Linked DNA regions of Mus musculus: region 1 is linked to region 2. A link is a contact called in public HiChIP or PLAC-seq data. All regions are on one chromosome and are shown on one strand. Each heading gives the region's core, a stretch centred on a gene start, on an enhancer-like site or on the middle of the called end of the contact. The rest is flanking DNA. Distances are from core to core; before and after follow the strand shown. Region 1 has its middle 58 kb from the start of Wasf1. Region 2 holds the start of Mettl24 (methyltransferase like 24).

What was found. HiChIP or PLAC-seq counts read pairs in DNA pulled down with a chosen protein or histone mark.
Region 1: a contact with region 2 is called in an H3K27ac HiChIP or PLAC-seq map of oligodendrocyte precursor cells, with 4 times the contacts expected there. The contact joins the enhancer-like site here to the promoter of Mettl24 in region 2. A contact is called at or near these places in 9 of 39 promoter capture datasets (the 3T3-L1 cell line, the HPC-7 cell line, HPC-7-derived erythroid cells and 5 more), 1 of 484 Hi-C or Micro-C datasets (cerebral cortex), 3 of 115 datasets of contacts at active chromatin or transcription factors (astrocytes, embryonic basal ganglia and oligodendrocyte precursor cells) and 1 of 9 other capture datasets (adipose tissue).

The regions. Positions count from the first base shown.
Region 1 is chr10:40,938,791-40,944,951 of GRCm38.p6, reverse strand. No RefSeq gene overlaps it. Among named protein-coding and RNA genes, the nearest start is that of Wasf1, 58 kb to the right of the region's middle. Within about 2 kb of position 2,066, at least 17 of the 459 cell types and tissues checked have an H3K27ac peak or open chromatin away from gene starts, as enhancers often do. A contact at or near this core is called in embryonic basal ganglia and oligodendrocyte precursor cells, where this site is marked.
Region 2 is chr10:40,679,620-40,685,900 of GRCm38.p6, reverse strand. Mettl24 (methyltransferase like 24) reads right to left here and starts at 2,619. Exons shown (of 5, transcript NM_177793.3): 1 at 2,237-2,619. The coding sequence starts at 2,545. It also overlaps a transcript of Ddo not described here.

The DNA.
Region 1 (6,161 bases), core at 817-3,316, 260 kb before region 2:
AGGTGAAAAAGACCAAGCAGGGCACAAAGATACACAAAATGCACAGCTTGAGGAGAAAAAGCTTTAATGCTAAGCCTAGGCTTGTGCTGAAAGAGGGAAGGAGGAACGGAATCCAGGGAGTGATGCCTTCAGTGCAAGATCCCATCCAGCTGTTTCCAAAGTACAAAAAGGAAAGCTTTATGCACCAAAAGGAAGCAACAGCAAATCAAAGTTTATGCAAATGTAATGTGAGGAAGGGGAGCCAGTTTCTACTGCAAGCCGGCAGCTGAACTTGGCACCATCTGCCACATGGTTCCGACTTTAGACTCATGAAGGGCACAGGAGAAAGGAGGCTGCAAAAATCCTCCTCCATTAAGGAACACCAGGCACGTGGCCGGGGAGTCTCTGAGAAGCCATTGCTAAAGCTTTGAGAGTGAAGCTGAGCTGCACTGGAGACTCAAAATGTTGATGATGCCAGAGGTGGGATGCCATCGAAGAAGAGCTCGTCAGGGAATGGATGCTCTGAGAGAGAGGAAAGTGTGGAACAGCTAGCAAACTTGGTGGAACCACCCATACCCTCTGACATCAGACAGAGCTGCAGCATCTGGAGTTTGCCCTGCTGGGTTTTGGTCTCGCCTTGGTCTAGTATTTCCTTCCTATGTTCCATTTCTTTCCTTTGGGAATGGCAATGTATATTCTGTGCCACTGTCTGTTGGAAGTATGTGATCTGCCTTTTGATTTTACAGGGAGTTACAATTAAGAGACTGCCTCAAGACTCATAAGAGACCTTGGAATTTTTTGATTTTAACTCTATGGAGGCAGGGAAAGACTACGGAGACTTTGAAGTAGGACTGAGTGCGTGTTGCATTATATGGCCATGAGCCTGTAAGGGGCCAGGGAGAGGGATATGGTAGTTTGACTGAGAATGTTCATATGCGCCCTTGGGCTCGTAAGTTGAATACTCAGCTTCCCCTTGGAGGAACAGTTTGGGATGATTAGGTGTGGCTTTGTTGGAGGAGGTGCATCTCTGGGGACGGGCTTTGAGGTTCCAAAAGCCCACAGCATTCCTTACGGTCTGTCTGTCTGTCTGTCTCTGATGCTTGTTTATCAGGATGTAAGCTTTACCTCCAGCACCACACATGCTTTATTGCTTTCATGCTTAGTGCTGTGGTGGCCATGGTCTCACCCCGAGACTGGAGCCCCAAATAAACTCTTTTGTCTAGAAGTTGTCTTGGTCATTGTGTTTTGTCACTGCAACTGAAAAGAAACGGAGACAGTCTCTGTACTGTAAACCTCCCGAACACACTGCTCATTATGCTCTGTTAATTTATCTGCATGCTCACTGTCTAGTCACTGTCAGGGCCCCAATACCCAGCATCATTTCAATCTTGAAGGCGTTACAGAAAAAAGTGCTACTCAATAAACAGAAACAGAATAAAAATAAGTATAGAAATAAACGCAAACCATCTCTAATAGATGTGCCCTTTTAGAATGGTCCACGTATTTCCTATATATTTTCATTAAAGTTAGAAATAAACTTCATAGTCTTTATGATTACAAATAAAATAGACACTAAGGAATACTGGAAGATGTTAACATAGAAAACATATTAAGATTAAATAACTCTTGTGTCTTTTTTGTTGTTTCAGGTCAGAGAGGTAGTGGGGAATTTTATTAGCCACGAAGATATGTGTGTTCCATATCAAAGAAGTAGTATTAAAAAAGTTAGCCTAGAGGCAGGATAGATAAACAAGAAAACTATCAAAACTCTTTGAGTATAACACACAGTATCCCACAAGGATATATATGCTCACACAATAAAATATTCAAGATCATTCCAGTTTACAGGAGAGAAGGCATACTCTGGCAGAAAAAAAAAAAGAGAGAGAGACTTCAATGCATGCTCAGCTGTCTGTGTTTTTTTCCTTATAGGGAAAAAAGCCATGCAGCTGGCCTTACAATAATGAGAAAAAGGTATTGATAACGAGCCTTTAGAAAAAAGCATCTCAACTGCTTATTCAAGGCTGTATTCATTCTTCACTCAGAGCCTGCCTGTCAGGCTTGAAAAGCAACAGGGATCTCTGGCGCTTTCTATAGTCCAGTCATGGAGAACAGAATTAAGTGTATTCTTCACACAGCAGTGAGTAAATGGGGGTGCATCATGTGTATTACAAGGGCCTATACATTCTGCTTGGCTTCAGGAAGCTGCCTTTAATTAACTACGATTATTTATATCCAACTTAGAAATTCCTGAATTTGACAATTCATTACGCAGAAACACTATCTTCTAAATCCTGGTTTGCGCAATGAGTATCTTTTTAGTGGTTTATATGCAGTTCTTATTAAGTGAATTTAATAGATAATGGACTCAAAAAGGAATTTCTTTAATCATTTAGAAGCTTGAAATAATTTATTTTATACTTCACTTTAGGGAGAGTTCTTTTGTTTTTGTTTTTTTGGTGCTGTTTTTTTTTTTTTTTTTAAACAGATGATAATAAGAGGAAGATGTAGTGGGGGTTGGAAATGTAGTGGGATGCATGGCCTAGTAGTTTGAGTTACAGATGGCACATGAAAGTTCTTGCACAAGATCCAGGTTCAGATCCCAGCACACATATAAGAGCTCACAACTGTCTGTAACTAGTTCCATGGGATCCAATGACCTCTTCTGTCCTCTGTGGGCACCAGGCATGCAAGTGGCATCACATAGAACTGTAGGTAAAACACCCATATACATAAAAAGAAACCTTAAAGAAGGTAAAATGTAGTGGACTGAAAATAAAAAACATGATCAACGTGTCATGTTTACCGAGGGTAAAGTTAAAAGTCCTACTTTGAACATAACTCATGAGAATGCCCATGAAAACACAATCAAGTTTGCTTTCTACCCCAAAAATATGACTTCAGAAATATTAATGATCGTCGGCTTTTGGTCAGAAGCCACTCCTATACTTTCCATTTACTGGAACACACACGGACAGACACACAGGCACCAGCACACCCCCCTCCCCACCCTGGATGACACCAAGACTTGTTTCCCATCAACTGTTACTGAGAGTAACACAGAGAAACATTTTAACAGGAAAGAGTATTTTAGGAGTCCCAGGTGACAGAACAAAAAGGGGGTCATTTCTGAAACTGTTTATAATAATTTAGAAGTTTCTCATTAATGCCTGGCTGTCCTGTGAGTAATCTATTTGGCAAGCTCAAACAGATCCTAACTGCAGCGCACAGTAGGATGAGGATTTGTTAAGGAAAGCCTGCAATGAAAGAATCAGGAAACTAAAAGAGGACCCTAGTTCTAGGTGTGACACCAGAGAGACTTCATGGACCTACAATGTACACTGGATATGTAAGAGAGGGTAGGGCTTTTGAAGGTCAGGTCACAGGAGGCACATCATAACTTATAAGCACAACCCAAACTAGCATTGTTTTGTCTTTTGAATTCATCGCATCTGCTCGCATTACTATAAGCTATGGGTAACCACGGTGAGAGCTTAACATGCCTTGTAAGCCTGAAGGTAGCAGATATCCCGCACTTAGGGGTAGATACAGAGGAACACCCTCTCCCTCTGCAGGAAAGGTGGCACTTCATCCTAACATCTCTGCTGCAAGGAACTACTTCTTGCCATCTTCTGACTCACCACCTCGGGGAAGAGGAAGGAGGTCACAGATGCAGAAGGGGAGATGAAGGCTTGAAGCAGGTAGAATAAAGATAGAAACGGGCTAACTGACTAAAGCCTGTTTGCTGGCCCACACTCATCCTGATTCTTCTGTTGTGGATGGATGGCCCTGGTGGATATGGAGGAAGTTATTACTCAGTAGCTTTCATTCTTATGGAAATAAAGCCGACCTCAGATAATTTGTGAAAAACAAAAAGCAAAACAAAACAAAATCCTCTTTAGGCAAAGTAAGCCAAATAGCCTACACTAAAAGGTTATTTTGACCCTACATTGGAAATCTGGCTTCTTCAGTCATGTTTTTATCTTCCAGAAATATTCTCAAAAACAAAAACAAAAGACTCTATAAACTATGATAATAAACATCTCTGTGCTTTACTGATAAACACATCTACATTATTACTAGAAAATTGTTACCAGTTTTCTTTTGTATTTCCTGTAACCATTCCAACCCCATACCATTAGGTTTTGGTTATTTCGTTATAATTAATCTTTATATCTATATATATCTATATATCTATACACACACATACATACATACATACACACACACACATATAAATACATACACACACACACTAGTGTCTGGAGAGATGCCTCAGTGTGCAATGTGCCTGCCACGTACATCTAAGGACCTGAGTTTGGGCACCAAGATCCCGTATACACTTCAGTGCAGTGGTATACATCTGAGATCTTAGCACTCCTACATTCAGGTGGAGACAGGAAGAACTCGGACAGCTTACAGGCCAGTCAGCCTGGTGCATGCAGTGGCAAGCAGGAAGAGCGCATCTGCTAAACAAGGTGGAAGAAAGGTGAGAATCGACACCAGAAGCCGTCTTCTGGCCTCCACAGGTACACATTGGCATGTGCGCCCCACCTCGGACACACACATCACATGTATAAACACCTACAGAGATTTCTTTTAAAATGCAGGTTATAACTTTTTAAGTACACTTAAGAAGACAGACTTTAAAATGTCATATTTTAAGTTAAATTTGATACTATATTTTCCTAAGGCTTGAAAGGAACCTTGAATGGATATTTAAACTCTTGTTCTAAACCGGTGGTTCTCAACCTGTGGGTTAAATGGCCCTTTCACAGGGTTGCATATCAGATATTTATATTATGATTCGTATGTTATAAAATTACAGTTATGAGGTAGCAACAAAATAATTTTATGGTTGGGGGGTCACCAGAACATGAGGAACTGTATGAAAGGGTCACAGCATTAGCAAGGTTAAAAAACACCATTCTAAACTAAACTACCTAAAAGAATAAATCAAATCTTTTGTTAAGCCATTAGGAATTTTTTTAGACACAAGTTGAATTGCTATAGTTGAACTTCGTTCATTATTTCCACTTTACAGAGATCACAGGTTATTTGCTAAAATACCTCCCATTATTATCATGTTAGCAGTGACTTTATGAACCAGCCACCCACTTCCCCAGCAATGCTTCATGAAATAACTCACCTCAAATTTAGATGCAAAACAATAAACACTCATTTTTTTTGTCCATGAGCTCATGTGTCCGGGGTCAGGTTTGTTTGCCTGTTTACTATACGCCAGGACGCAGGTGAACCTGGGCTTGGGTGCTTTAACATAGTCTCTTGGTGCCTTTCTCCATAAGGGTTCTGATCTGTAGGACAGCCCGGAGATGGGAAACGGAGCGGGGGATGGACATCCAGGAGAAGGCCTCCACGTAGAACTGGTACAACTTCACTTCACCCACATGCACCAGGTCAAGGCAAATCTTAGAGGCTCCCAGTTACATGGGTGTGGGAACATAGCACAAATCTTGATGGTAAGAACTGGCCAAGATGGAGGCACAGGCAGGGCTGAAAGTAGGGTCACTCAAAAAAACAAAGCAAACCCAACCAGCCAGCCAGCTGGTCAGCCAGCCAAGCAACCAACTAGCCAGCCTGCCAGACACCAATCAGTCAGCCAGCCAGCCGGTCACCCAACCAAACAGCCAGCCAGCCAGCCACCCAACCAACCAACCAACCAGCCAGCCAGCCAGCCAGCCAGCCAGCCACCCAACCAACCAGCCAACCAGCCAGCCAGCCAGCCAGCCAGCCAGCCAGCCAGCCAGCCAGCCAGCCAGCCAGCCAGCCAGCCAACCAACCAACCACCCAGCCAACCGAACCAGCTAGCCAGCCAACCAGCCAGCTAGCCAGCCAGACAACCAACCAACCAACCAACCAACCAACCAACCAACCAACCAACCAGCCAGCCGGGCAGCCAATCAACCAGTCGAACTCTATTTAGTATAGTTTTTGTTTTGTTCTACTGAGATCCGACCTTACTATGCACCCCAGACTGACCTCAAACTCTTAATCTTGTCAGCCTTCCAAGTGCTGGACTGCACTGCAGGTAAGCAAGTCGCAGCTGGCTCCTCAGCATCTTTAACACAAGTAATCTGACATTAACGGTGTCTTCCCATCACCTTGCTCCGATGCGATACTAACCACTTGTTGTCACACAAGGCTACAGGAGTGGTGCCACA
Region 2 (6,281 bases), core at 1,370-3,869:
AAATGGATTCTCAGGTCTCCGCAGGAACAAAGCAACTCAAACTCACAGAAGGCATTGCTGTCCGTTGCCATCACAGGCTGCAGAGAGATCGGCATGGAGATAGGAGTGGGTTCTCAGTGAACCTTGACCTAAGTGTCTGAAGTAGGAATGGGCAGAAGATTGACAAGATGCAGGTTGGAGCGCAGAGCAGGACCGGGATATGGCAAAAGAATGTAAATACTCTGTAACAGTTTACACTTGAGGAGCAGCTAACGCTTCAGACAACTTAGAGAAAATAAAAGTTGTTACATTGTGTTTCTAGCATGCTAGACACTAACATTTTCCTTTCATCTTCTTTTTAATTTAATTGTAATGACTGAACCCCAGTACTCAGACTCCTGTCCTGTAAGTCACACTCACCCCCAGTTGACCTCATACCATCTCATAGTTTTAATGCTACTTGCGAGCAATAGCCCCAAATTGCTACTTCAGCCTGGACATTGCCTCTAAGCCCCAGATCAATGTGTCTGAATGTCTATTTGGCATTTCCAACTGAATCACTAAAAGATATTTGAAAGTTATCTGGGGTCAGCACATTCTATCTGTAATCTACCAAAGATAAACAGATAACAGAGATAAACCAAGATAGCTGCTTCTCCCCGTAACTTTCCAACATTCCCCATGTTTGCTACATCTCGCCACCTCCATAGCTACCACCTGCCTGCCATTTTCAGACTGATCTCTGTTCCAGCATCCCACAGGGGACAGAGGTGAACTTCCCACAAACACCCCCAGTGACCCCCTGATTCTATGCATTCCAAACCTAAACACTGTGAGGCAGGCTCTAGTCACCAATAACCTGGAAGACAACCCCTTAGGTCTCCTTAAACAGGAGACAGCAGAAACAAAAGTTGTGGAGAATCACTCAGAAAGGGGAGATTATCAAAGACAGAGTGTTCAAGGGTGTCCACAGAGGAACAAAGGAGGCCAGACTCTTAAAAAAAATATCAAATCTCAGTTCAAATGTCTCCTTTGTTCACTTTTTGATCTTTCTTCATAGGTTCAAGGCCTGAATCAAATTGTATGACTTTCCTGAGCCCCAGACACTTTGAATTCAGTTTGTGCTGGCAGCACTTGACCCAGCATCCAGTGGAAGCCCTTGGCAAGGGTTTTGAAAGCTTAGCACAGCATCATGGGAACTGCATGGACACAGTGAGAAGGAGGTGTCTCTTTTAGAGTAACTAGCTAAGTCTTTATATAGGAGGTGCATTTCGGAGACAGAAAAAAGAGCTGTGTGCGTCCCAGAACATAAGAGAATTGCCTGTTAAGCAATGCCATGTGGGAAGACTGAGCGCAGGGCATATAAAAGTGGGGGAAGAAAATCACTGAAAGTAGTGGGGGTGTTAGAGTAGAGGAGCCAAAGGAAGAGCAGGCTGGTAAATGCAGGGGCCAGCTCGCAGGTGGGGGCTGGGTGCTCAGATGCCATCAAGAAAAACCCGACTCCAGGCAGCACAGCCAGCCTTGCTTCGGAGGATGGCACCGCAGTTGGAAGCAAGAGTGGCAGGTGTAAGGATGTGGCAAGCTCATATATCCAATTCCTAATCTTTTCAGTCCTAGGTACCACAGAGCTCCCAAAAGAAGGTGTAAGGTGAGGCTTCAACAACCAGAGGTTTAAACTGACCTACTCAATGAAGTGCGGGAAGTTAACAAGGCAAGGATCTGGCCCTGGAGCATCCGATTATTTCCCACTAAGTGGTGCTATGGGTTTGGCTTCTCACCCGGTGCCAGTTCCCACTGCTGGGTAGGGACTCTGGGGTCGGAGTGGGTGAAGGGGGCGGTGTCTGGATGCTACTGGAAGGCAGATCTTGACCATCACCTGGATGAGCCTTTCATAGTGTCTACCCATCCGGTTTTGTCCAGGCCTGGGTGGGGAAAACACAATGGCAAGCCATGCCTCCTTCCCTTTCAGCGCCCCCTCCCTTGCTGAAATGGGTGTGGTTGCTTGGTGCTCCTTTCCTAGAAGGAGGTCTGCCACAGTAGGCGCTCAGCAAACGTTAGTTGAATTTGCATGATCCCTGCTCAATTCCACTTCATTCTATAGGGATACTGAGTGAGACTACAGAAAGTTCCAGGGAGAGCTCAGCTAGAAGGAAATAGAAGAGTCTTGAGGTCCCAGTGGCCTGAGCAGAAGGCTCCCTAGCGCCATCTGGGTGCAGGCTCAACTCCAAGGTCCATGTCTGCATGGTTTGCAACTGACCTTCCTGCGGAGAAGCCCGCCCTGGGCACAGCAGCTCGGCTCTGGGGACGTCGTGCTCCCGCCACCCCGGGGCAGCACTCGGCGCCCACTGCGCACGTAGGTCACCTGCCTCCTTCTGGCTCCGCGTGGGGAGCCGGGCGCCGACAGTAGGTGTGTCCGGGGTGGCCCTGGGGAATCGCCGCGGCCCGGGGGTCCCGAGCCCGCGTGGCGCAACTCCATGCAAAGCCGTAGGCCCAGAAGCAGCGCGGCACCGAGCAGCCACCGGGGCAGGGCTCCACAACCACGCCCGGGAGGCTTGACAGTGGCCATGGCGGGGACCTCGACCTCCGGCTGTGCTCTGGGTCCCACCCTCAGCTCCCAGCCGCCTGCAGAGAAGCGTTCCCAACGGACCGGGCTGACAACTGTGGCAACTCCCCAGCGGCCCGCCTTCTTCCCTGCGACCGGGGAGGCCCCGGCGTAACCTTATCCTGCCCAGCCGCAGCAGGAAGAGCGAGGGGCGGTGGGCTAGGCGTGCACCCAGGCTGCCATAACAGGGCTGGGTGTCCTTAGGTGTGACCAGCCTGTAAAGTCTGGCTAGTGGGGAGAGCCAGAGTCAGAATAGAGCACGTTCCTCCGGGGCGCCTGAGCTTTGACTTCATTTGTTGGTGTTAGTATTAGACACAAGGAAAGAGGAGAGGTGAGCCGCCAGGTTTGGCCCCAAAGAAAAAGTTGTCAAGCAGTTTTTGCCACTAAGCATGATATAAAAATAATCATACTTATGCTCAGGTTTACAACTTCTCTCCCTCAAGGGGAGAGAGAGAGAGAGAGAGAGAGAGAGAGAGAGAGAGAGAGAGAGAGAGAGAGAGAGAGAGAGAGAATAGCACTCCGTACAGAGGAGAGAATAGCACTCCGTGCAGAAGAATCAAATTAGTTATTCAGTTTCTAAATTCTGCCCGAAGCCAGCCCATGCTTTCTCCCTCGGTGTTATGAAATGTGTGGGGGTGAAGGGAAGGGAGACAGCCAGCGAAGACATCTGACAGCGGGAAAGAGGGAACAGAAGTTACCATGGAGTGCTGGAAATCAAATTAATTTAGCTCCAAACACACACCTCCCTGCTGCCTGGCAGAAATGCAGAGGGACATATTTATCTCTGGGCAAAACGCTCCCTAGCCGGGATTGCCATTGTCACCTTGACCTTAATTAAAGAAATCTAGATGCTCATAGTTTGGACTCACAAATGGGGTTGGTATCCCACTTTTGTTAGGATTCTTTCCCTCCACCTGTTTAGGGTGACATTGATTTCTAGATTTACATTCAGGTTCTTTGGGATTCTTTTGTTTTTTTTAAACCATGGCCAGATACCCACCCCCAACACACACATGCACGCACACACACATACACACACGCACACATACACACACACACACACACACACAAGCATACATACATGCACATTACACACACACACAAGCACACATACACATCACACACACATACACACACATATGGATATATTTTCCATGCTTCTATGTAGGTTGTCTCTCTCCCTAGCCTGCGACACGGACAACAGAGATCTAGAATGAAGTCTGGCCACCTCCTCATTTGAATGTTGGGATTTTCCATAGGGAGCTCTGCTCTCTGAGATTCCCATTCCTTTTTGGCAGAATTATTCTTTGTCAGAGAGCATTAAACCTGTTTCCCCACAGTCACAGAACTTATCAGCCTAATCCAGTGCATTCCCTGGCCATCACCGGTCCTCAGGGGCTTGGAGGTTTTATTATGCTTGAAAGTATACACACGTGATGGGAATAGACAGACAGACAGACAGACAGATATCTACTTGCCCACCTCCAGGGAAATTGCAGCTAAAAGTCTTTATTAAGATTATAAACTTTCATTCACACAAGCTGAGAGAGACAGCCTCAAATCCTGCAGTTATTTACTTGAACTGTGTTTGATTCACGACCCTCTCATTGAGTGATATGAGACACTAAACAAAATATGTATCTTTTCTGAGCTTCTGTTTTCCTGTGGGAAAATAGACCAATATTTAGGGTTACATATATTGCATAACTATGTTGTATTTAGTACCTAAATAATAATAATTTACCAATAACAAAATTATGAATATTGTCACAAAAAGTATGCATTTTTTAAAAGATGGGCAAATATAAGACAAAGTGATCTATAGACATCTTACCATTGACTTAGGATTTATAAATATCTTCTCTTGGCTTAGGAATTCCCAACTGATATGGTAAAAATAGGTTATATTTGTACATAAAATCTCCATTATGAAGCCCGCTGTTACATATAATTAGCATATACTTTGTATTATGGTTGGATTTAATGTCACTTCAGTGGAAAGCCTCACCTGAAGAACTTTCCCGATTGTCTCCACTGATGTGAATCAGCCGGCCCAGACTGTGGGTGACACCCTTAGGTGGTAGCTCAGATCCAGTGAGGGTATTTCAAAGTCGGTTAATTCTCACCTTGGTTTGCTTGACCCTTCCCTCACTGCTCCTGGGCCGAGGGATGGATTTGTCTGCTGTAGCACAGCCAGCATTTCCAAGCTTTCATGGGAGAATGGGGACCAGTGCTCTCGGAGAACCTCGTGGGCTTCCAGCATCCACCTGGGACTACTGATGTGGACTGGGCAGCTACAGGCGTCGCTCCCAGTAAGAGATCGAGGAGCTGAGAGCTGGGTTCTCCTGTCTCAGATGTGACTTGGCTGTCGTTATTTTAAAGCTTACCTGATAATACATTCACCCACTTGATTCTGTTCCTCTAGCGAACCTGACTAAAGCATCAACAGTTTCAAGGACACGTTAGACTCATGATCCCAGGGCTGGAGCTGGAGCTCAGTGGACAAGCACTAGCTTTCATATTCCCCCTAGCGTGTGCAAGGCCCTGACGTCCATTCCCAAACTCAAGATGCTGCAAATGCACTCTAGTGAGTTGTATACTTAGATGGAATTGTTTAAAACAACACGTACAGTGTTTGATAATCCTTTTCAGCAATGTCTGAGGCGGACTTTGGTTAGGTTTTGTTTCCTTGTGTTTTGTTTCTATGTGTCTAACACAGTGCCACTAAATAAAATCTTCCAAAGACCATGGCACCACTAATTCATGCCCTCTGCTTATCCTTTGAGTATCTATAGAGAGGAATCGTGGGACTTTTTATATTGCTAAAATGGGGGTATTTAATAAGACTGTGGACTGGGAAGGCATCGGAGACACGGAGACTTCAGAACAGTGTAGCCCTTGAAGGGAGACTTCAGAACAGTGTAGCCCTTGAAGAGAAGGGGCGAGGTGGTCTCATGCTCCCCCTTATCTCATTTTACACTTCTCAATGAAGCGTTTCCACTAAGGGATGGGGAAACCCTCCAAATTACACACAATGTTTAGATACCCTCCCCTTTATGTTTTGCACCCACGTCTACATCTTCATTACTGATCAAAAGACCCATCGACACGTATGGAACGTCATTAATTCTCTAGGCAGAGATCTTCCATTCTTAACCTCCACACACTATTTCCCTGTGTTGTGGATGGTAAAGACTATTGAAGCATTCTGAGGGTAAGCTGGAGAGACAAATGTGACTGGTCACCGCCACAGCGGGCAAGCAGGCTTTCATTCACGACCTTTGCTTTTCTCAGAGTTGACCAAGTCAAGTTTGTTCCTGGGTATGTCTGAAATTTGCAGATTATCATTAGCCATTGTGTCATCAGTTGTCAATTAGATATGCAGGTCAGTAAAACACAATAACAACTTTTAGCAGATCACAAATTACATTCTCCATGAGGTTTTAGCCAATAAAATGAATGAAAGTTTTTATCGCTAATCTCCATATATATATATATCACTGGAGTGCAGTGATTTCCAGCCAGAGGTAGCTTTACCTTACAAAGAGACACTTGGCAATGCCCGAAGACACTTGTGATTATTGCAGCTGGTAGGGAGAGAGGAAGATGATACTAGGATCTAATAGGTAAAGAGCCAGGATGCTAATAAACATCCTTCACTGAAATAAACAGCCTTCCACAATAAGGCATGGTCCAGCAC